3 separate regions of the Sus scrofa genome follow, and regions 1 and 2 are each linked to region 3. Evidence: chromatin contacts called from public HiChIP or PLAC-seq and promoter capture Hi-C data. All regions are on one chromosome and are shown on one strand. The core of a region is the stretch at or near the end of the contact, and the rest is flanking DNA. Distances in the headings are between cores, read along the strand shown. Region 1 holds the start of HSPG2 (basement membrane-specific heparan sulfate proteoglycan core protein). Region 2 holds the start of LOC100627283 (SCAN domain-containing 1-like). Region 3 holds the start of USP48 (ubiquitin carboxyl-terminal hydrolase 48).

Region 1 (2,700 bases), core at 21-2,520, 150 kb after region 3:
ATCTGACTCAGGAGGCCAGAGGTGAGAGGGAGCCGGCAAGGCGAGGACAGGGAGTCAGTCACTGCGCAAACACTGGCCAGCTTAGAAAAGTCCCTCTCTTGGCTCTGAGACCAAGGGGCAGGGACAGCCCAGGACCACCTGAGAGAGGCTGGGGGTGGCTCTGTGGTTCACCACACAGGCCCAGCTCCCCAGATGTGCCCCCATCCACATGTGCCCCAAGTGCCCTGCCCAGTGACCCCGCCCTGCCCTTCTGGAGTTCACTGAGTCTTCTGAGCCTCTCCTGGCCAAGTGTTCTCTTTCCCTCAGCATGGGCCCATCCAAGCTCAGAGCAGGGGACTGGGCTGTAAGGGGCAGGCCTCTCCTGCACCCTGAGGACCTGGGAAGAAGAACTCTGGGGAAACAGATCCACTGAGTGTCCACCACAAACAGGGGTCCACACCGCCACTTCTACAAGTACTCCACCCAGTCCTGCACTTTGAAGCTACGCATTTTGAGTTTCCCCCAGGCATGTGGGCTGGTCTCAGAGAAGTTAACAACTTGCCCGAGGTCACACAATTGCTCAGTGAAGAGCAGGGATTGATTCAGTTCCTGGGCTGTGCGACTCCAGGGCCCGTGGGTGTTCCACACAAGACTCAGTTGTATCCAGAATGGTTCTTTACTTATGCCTGCCTGGTGACCAGCTCCCCAAGGGGACAGACCTCTCCATAAAGTTCCAGTGAGGACTGGTAGGGTCCCCATTACCATCGAGCGCTCCTGTTCCAAGTTGGCACAGAAAGGCGTGTCCTCTCCCTGCCAAGTTCCCACCCAGCTCGAAGTTTCTCCGCCTGGCCCCCAGGAATGGCAGGCCAGGCCATGCCCAGCGCGACTCGGAGACCCAGCAACGTGGCCGGACGACCCACGGGCTCCCACGAGGGCCGGCCCCGCCCCCGGCCCCACGCAGGGTTCCCTGGGCGCCCCTCCGGACAGCCCCACGGCGGAGGGTGGCGCTGGCCTCTTGGCAGCCCGGGGTCCCTGGCGGGCGCCGCCGTCCCGGGCCAGATTCCCGGCCGCGCAGCCTCGGCGCCCCCGCCAAGTTGGCGGGCACGGCGAGCGGGGCCCGGGGTGCCTCCCGCCCCTCCGCCCCGCACACTCACCGCGAGCAGCCGCCCTTGTAGCAGCAGCGCCAGCAACAGCGCGCCCGCCGCCCGCCGCCCCATGGCCCGGCCCGCTCCGCTCACTCGCTCGCTCGGAGCCCGCCCGCAGCCGCCGGCTCGCCAGCCTGCGGACTTCTCGGGACGGCGCGGCCCGCTCCCGCCACCCCCCGCCCCTCCTGCTGCTGCCCGCCCCGCCCCCGCGGCCTCCCGCCCCGCCCCCGCGAGGGCAAGACCCCGCCCCCGGGTCTCCCCGCCCCGGGCGCCAGGCCCCGCCCCCAGGCCCGCCCCCGGACCGAGGGCTCCACTCTCTCCAGCCTGCCGCACAGCCAAGGCGGCCTTTGTCTGGGCCATCGGCCCCCTCCGTGTGGGCCGCGGCCCAGCCCGGTTCCCGGCCAAACCCGGCCTGGAGTGTGGATCGGACGGGGGGCCGGGTCCCTGCGCGTGGGACCTCCCTCCCTCCATGCTCACGGCTCTCCCGCACGCCCCCGACCCATGTGTGGACCCCTAAATCCTTTCTCACACCCTTTCACACTTCGCAGACGTGACTCACGTGGGCCTTTCTCCAGGTCCCTCCAGAATAGCACGCGATCACACGGACACGGTCACACACGCTCATGCCAACTTTGGCTCACAAGATCACCTGCACATTCACAAGTTTCACGCTCTAACGCTCATCCACTGCCCGTGAACGCTCTGCACATGCTCGCAGTCTTTCACCCAAATTTCGTAAACTAACAGTCCTCATTGACTCAAAAGATCATTCTATCCCTTGTACACCTTTACCTCTATAGGTGATGCAGTGGACACAACTTACACACGCGCACACACACACTCTGCCGCTCATGTTCATAATCACATTTTCACACACTAACCTATACGAATGCCAATATACAAAGCATAAGGCCATTTTCATGCTCAGATTCCCTACAGGCGCTCCCCGCTCACACAGAGGCCAATTCTTACCAGCATAGCACCTGCCTTTTTACATTTTCTCACACACTGACCACATTGCCTTACACTGGGGACCCAATACTGAGCTGAATTACCCCCTATGCACACAAATCCATAGACCAACTTTGATTCACACAAGTTACAGCACCACTGCTTAGAGACACACGGACTCACACACCTAGGCCCAGACACAGACACTGCCAAAGCCTCAGTCACAGATGCTTGGACGGTAAATCACAACCCCTGATGACACAGACCCAGAAACAGCATGCACGGCCACACTACCAGGCCTCCCTGGGGTTGTGGTCTCCTTTCTGCCTGAAAGTTTCCAGGGCAGCCCAGGCTGATGGGTGGAGAGAAAACTGGTGTGTGTGTGTGTGTCACTTGGAAGAAAACTTTTGAGTAATGATACAGGGGGGAGGATCAAAACTGAAGTTTCCATTGTTTCCTATGAGAGTTGCTAGGTTCCAGAGACTCACGGCTGGGTTTGCAGCCAGGAGTGAGGTGAGCTGTGGACAGAAGGAAATGCCCAGCTAACTGGGCGGCACCAGGCCCGGCTCCGGAAGGCATGTTCCCTGTGATAGGGGCCTGCAGACTCCCAGGCACTGTGGAGCCT
Region 2 (2,700 bases), core at 183-2,682, 200 kb after region 3:
GAGCCCTCTTTATTTCCTAGCCCACCTCACTTGCATAGGCCAAGTCGGAAGGAGTAAATTCCTTCCCTTCAGGATTAAGAGTGAATTGGGAAGGCTGCCTTGGTTAGCATCTCCGCATTTCCTCTTACAGGCTGTGTTTGTTTTGTTTTGTTTTGTTTTGCCATTTCTAGGGCTGCTCCTGCAGCATATGGAGGTTCCCAGGCTAGGGGTCGAATTGGAGCTGTAGCCTCCAGCCTACACAAGAGCCACAGCAACATGGGATCCGAGCCGTGTCTGCAACCTACACCACAGCTCATGGCAATGCCAGATCCTTAACCCACTGAGCAAGGCAGGGATCGAACCCGAAACCTCATGGTTCCTAGTTGGATTCGTTAACCACTGAGCCACAATGGGAACTCCCAGGCTGTGCTGCTTAACCTTGCGCCCAGACTGAGACTCAAAGCAGCTTAGTAAGAATTCAAAATCTCAGTTTTTTTTTTTTTTTTTTGCCACACCTGTGCAGGCAAGTTCCATCAAACCCATGCCACAGGAGTTCCCATAGTGCCTCAGCAGAAACAAATCTGACTAGTATCCATGAGGATGCAGGTTCAATCCCTGGCTCACTCAGTGGGTTAAGGATCGGGCATTGCCATGAGGTGTGGTGTAGGTCCCAGACTGAGGCTCAGATCCTGAGTTACTGTGGCTGTGGCATAGGCCAGTGGCTATAGTTCCGATTCAACCCCTAGCCTGGGAACCTCCTGCCGTGGAGCATTCAGCCCTAAAAAGACAAAATAGAAAAACAAAAACAAATACCCCCCCAAAAGCCCCACGCCACAGCAGTGACAACACCGGATGCTTAACCCACAGAGCCCCAAGGAAATTCCACATTTTCGGTTCTTTTTTTTCTTTTATGGTGCACCTTCGGCATATGGAATTTCCCAGGCTAGGGGTCCATCCCAGCTGCATCTGCGACCTACACTACAGCTCACAGCAACGCTGTATACTTAACCCATTGAGTGAGGCCAGGGATGGAACCCGCATCCTCATGGATACTAGTTGGGTTCCTATCTGCTGAGCCACAATGGGAACTCACCAAAATTTCGTTAACCATCAGCAATTGGAAAGTCTTGGGGAAGAGACACACAGGGCTAAGATTTAGCCTCCTATGCACATTGGGGTCTTTTCCCGGACAGTCGGCCCCACTGACACATGCCCACTATCTGGGTAGGTCTATCTGGGTACACAGAAACCTAATAGACTGCACCCTCTGTTCATCTGGAGTGATTTCCACAGGAATCTATGCAGACCACTCTCTCCCAAGAGCAGCTAGCCAGCGCTCTATTTTGGTTTCTTTCCTCTGGGTGGTGCAAAGGCCCAACCAAGGGTGTAACCTCAGGGTGGGGCGCTGACTCCACTGCGGGCAGGCTCCAGGAGTGTCTCAATTCCTGCTTCATCCTCTTTCCATTTTGTTGGGCAGACTGGGGCTCAGTAAGACAAAGGCCATCCCTGAAGCGGAAAAGCTCCGCACGGTCGGGAGAACTGGGGACTGAAGGAGGCCAAGAGGCCAAGGCCCGCTAAGACCATGAAGCTGCGGAGCACCGCCAAGGCCTAGAGAGATCCGCCTCTCGAACCCCGGTCCCCCTCCGCTTCCAGCTTCCGGGATGGGCGCGGCTTCCGGTTCCGGCGGTGGGCTACAAAGCTCGGGGCCGGGGAGCTGGTTTCCTTTTCCTGGACCCGGTGGAGGGCCCTCTAGTTTCATCGCGAGCCGCCCGGTCCCCCCGCCCTCTGAGGGGCACCTGCGCAGGTGAACTTCCCTTCCCGCCCCCTGCGCCTCCCCTTCCCCCGCGCACCGTCCGGTAGGAACGGGCGCCGGCGCCGCTGCCCTAGGAGGGGGAGGCCCTGCCCGCGGGGTGTGCCGGCTGCTCGGCCTGCCGTGGCTTTGGGTCCCCGCTTCAGCTCCGGAGGAGGACGGCCCGGTTCTGGAGCCGCAGATGAGCCTTTTCCGGCCAGATTTCTGCCCTCTGAGCCGCACCCAGGTGGTGGGAGGAGTCGGCCCACCTCCCCGCCGGGATGCGGGTGACTTTTGTACCGGGCTGAGTGGTCCCACGCTTTGGACCTTGGGCAAGTCTCCTCTCCTCAAGCCTCAGATTGTTTATCTGAATGGAAATGACAGTAACGGTCCTATCGGGAGCTTTGGACGAGGGAAAGCTGCTGCGGAATGTCTGGCCCGCAATGGCCAACAGCCGGGCAGGCTGCTGTTACTGGAGGCAACTGGGGCGTTGGAGAGTCAGATCGGGAATTTAACCAGAGTCGCTAAGAGGATCACGTAGGGAATGTGAAATGCTCAGCACAGTGTCAGATAGGAAATAAAGGTGCCCTAAACTGGAGGTATTAATTGGTAAGGGTAAGCATTTCGGTCTGGCATGGCAGGTGGGCTTCTAAAAACTGATAGGACTTAATAAGCTAGGTACATTTGCGGAGCTGGTTCATCTTTCAGAACCAACCGTGAGAACCGGCCCACTGACCGTTGAGATTGTACCTAGCAGTCGGATGGTGAAGATCTCCAGTGCTGGGAACTAGAATAATTAGTAAAAGGTGTTTTCCGAAGTGGATTAGGGTTTTCACTCGGAATGATTTGGGGCCAGAGGAGGAAACTGGAAACGACTCCTCTTGAGTTGTGAAAGTAACAGTTATAGTTTACAAGAAAATACAAAAAGATGT
Region 3 (2,700 bases), core at 69-2,568:
TCATTCCAGTACTGACTGTTGTTGCTCTCCTTGTGAGCCGCCTCGCAGAGCCTGGAATTACTTTTGCTTTATGGAAGCTTCCTAACTTGTTTTGCTTCCCATATTAAACTTAAAGCTCCAAATCTGAGACCAGGACTTCCCTCCCTTCCAGATCCCGGCATGGAATGCAAAAACTCCAGAAAGTCTTTACAAAATGTTTGCTCCAAGAAGGCTACTGAGCATGCCCGGCTTGGCCAAATCAATTCAACATTCCGAAACAAAAACTATAGTTCCCGCGTTAAAAGGTGGAAAAACAGCTAAGGATTCTATCTAAAAGAAACGCAAGGTTCAACGACTAAGTTGAAGTAAAGGACAGCACTTAACACAGCTCAAACTTTGTACTTAGTAGAGCCGCGTTGAGCCACAACCCCGCCCCCCCGAAAAAGGCTAAAAAATACTAGATTAACGAGAGTGCGGAGGTCAACTGAGGATGAAGGGTATAGATGACTCAGGCTAACCATACGTTTTCCTAAAGCCGCCCTACCCAAAAATAAAGATGATCACGCCTTGAGCGTCAACACCAGTACAGGATACACAGTGATGAAGCTCACTTCGAAGTTCCCGTTTTACAAACCAAAAGCCGAGCCGTGGCCAAGATATACCAAGTACCAACATTTGCTAAGCTCTCTTCTGCATTCAACCACCTCCACCGCCATCTTCTAGATAAGAACCAGAACCTTTTCTGAAGGGCTTTCAGCAGAACCTTTCTGCATGGCTTCGTGCAGAGCCCGAGAAGGCTACGTTTCCCAGGTCGCCCAGACCGCGGAAAGGAGGAAGCCTTCACCTTGTTCTCCCCATGCCTGCTACATGCACGCCACCAGCCGCCGTTTTCCTTCCCCAAACCCGACCCCCTGCTCCCCGCCTGGCTGTCCAAGGTCCGACGCGAAAGGGGCGCGAGGCATGTTGCGCGGGCCTCACCTGCACACGCCACGGATGCAGGGCTCCAGCCAGATGCGGTAGGCGGTCTCGATGTGCTCCTGCGACACCTCCTCGGGCCGCACCGTCTCCGCCCAGCGCCAGGCCGCCTTCTCCAGCTGCAGCCGCGGGGCCATGGCCTTGGCCCGAGGAGTGCCTCCTGAGCCCGGCCGCCGCCGCCTCCTCCACTGCTGCCCAAATGGGCTCCGCCACCTGCCAGCGATGAGGACCAGACGCTCCCTCAGCCAGCTGGCCAGTCAATCACCTGTGCGCGCCTCTGACTCTGCGCCCGCCCGCCGCCCGCCCGCGCCCGACCCGTACGACCGGCCGCAAAGCACCGCCGCGGATACCCGACACCCCCCGCGCCCTCAGACGTTGGAGGTGTACTCCCCGCCGTGGCGGGCGCATGCGCGTCCCCAGTAGCCTTTGCGCCTCCCGCGCCTGTGGCCTGACAGGCGGAGGAAGGGGAAGCCACTGTTGGAGACTTCTGCCACATCCTCACCAGCGCTAATGTGGCTGCAGTGTCTCAGCCCCTGTACAGAATAGCGTCCTGCGCAACACTACTCTTACAAGCCGGTACCTCGAGGACCGAAGGCTGCCTACTCTTGCCCGGTGGTACTTTCCCTTTAACCGTGAAGGATTCACGCGAGAGGCTACTCAACGCACACCATAGATCCGCTGGAATGTGGGGGTGGGGTCTGAAACTTGGGTCACGAAAGAAACCAGAGTCGACTCTCTGGAAGATTTAACTTGAGCCTGGACGGTTTCGGACTCCTTCCCGGGCCCTTCTGACGTCACGGGATGTTTGGCCTTTTCCTGAGCAGCAACTGGACTACGTATCCCGGCGTGCATTGCGTGCTGCCACTCGCTGGATGCGAGGCATGCTGGGATTTGTATTCCTCGAAGTAGCCGACTTGTTGTGCCAAGGATTGTGCCGGAACGCCAGCTGGTACCTGGGCGGGGTTTCTCTGACCTGAAAGGTCGCCCTAGCTGGTGACGGACCCTCCTCACTTACCGCTATCTCCATATGCTGATTTCTTCCTTCTTTAGCTCCAGGGTTTGAAGACGTTTCCTTTTTTGCGGCCCCTGCCTCAGGTTATAAAGAGGAGCCTTATCAGAATGTTTTGCAAATTGTAAAGGGCCTTGGTTGAGTGAGGATTTGAGAGGTTTATATTTGAATGAGAGCCCTAGGGCGGTCTAAGCACCAATTTCTGAATCAATAGCTTGCCAGTTGGGTAACCTTGGACTGGATGCTTATTGTGTGTAATTCACTAGACAAACGTTCAATGAAGGAATTATGAAAATAAGACGTGGTCCGGCACTTGAGGGTGGGTGAGAGTGGTAAAGTTTGGAGTACTTGGGATAAGGCTTCCCAAAGAGGAACACTCCTAAACCCGCCTGTATAAAATAGAGTTTACCCAGGTGAGAAGAAAAGCACCATTCCAGACAAAGGGAACCACAAGAAGTTAAAGGATAGAAGAGAGAAACTTCTTGGTATGAGACAGGGAGGTCAGACTTGAGAGGAAGGATGGCCAAGGCTTTGCTTTTATCTGAGGACTCATTGAAAGGTTTAAAGCTGATACGTGAAATAATGGGAGTTGTACATTTTGTATGGTTTCCTCAGTCTAGGTCAAGGTCAGAAGTGTAGAAAACTATAGAACTAATACAAGCCGGAGATAATGAAAGCCTAAATGGGGCAGTGTAGTAGGTGTGGAATTGTGGAGACAAACTTGAAAGATAGGGAAT

The links. Promoter capture Hi-C pulls out the DNA fragments that hold promoters and counts their contacts. HiChIP or PLAC-seq counts read pairs in DNA pulled down with a chosen protein or histone mark.
Region 1: a contact with region 3 is called in a promoter capture Hi-C map of skeletal muscle, with 12 times the contacts expected there. The contact joins the promoter of HSPG2 here to the promoter of USP48 in region 3. A contact is called at or near these places in 3 of 5 promoter capture datasets (fetal skeletal muscle, liver and skeletal muscle), 1 of 47 Hi-C or Micro-C datasets (embryonic fibroblasts) and 1 of 2 datasets of contacts at active chromatin or transcription factors (skeletal muscle).
Region 2: a contact with region 3 is called in an H3K27ac HiChIP or PLAC-seq map of alveolar macrophages. The contact joins the promoter of LOC100627283 here to the promoter of USP48 in region 3. A contact is called at or near these places in 1 of 5 promoter capture datasets (fetal skeletal muscle) and 1 of 2 datasets of contacts at active chromatin or transcription factors (alveolar macrophages).

The regions. Positions count from the first base shown.
Region 1 is chr6:79,957,013-79,959,712 of Sscrofa11.1, forward strand. It overlaps HSPG2 (basement membrane-specific heparan sulfate proteoglycan core protein), which reads right to left and starts at 1,271. Exons shown (of 97, transcript XM_021095494.1): 1 at 1,134-1,271. The coding sequence starts at 1,196.
Region 2 is chr6:80,010,780-80,013,479 of Sscrofa11.1, forward strand. LOC100627283 (SCAN domain-containing 1-like) reads left to right here and starts at 1,433. Exons shown (of 2, transcript NM_001243578.1): 1 at 1,433-1,783.
Region 3 is chr6:79,808,923-79,811,622 of Sscrofa11.1, forward strand. It overlaps USP48 (ubiquitin carboxyl-terminal hydrolase 48), which reads right to left and starts at 1,319. Exons shown (of 27, transcript XM_021097702.1): 1 at 958-1,319. The coding sequence starts at 1,091.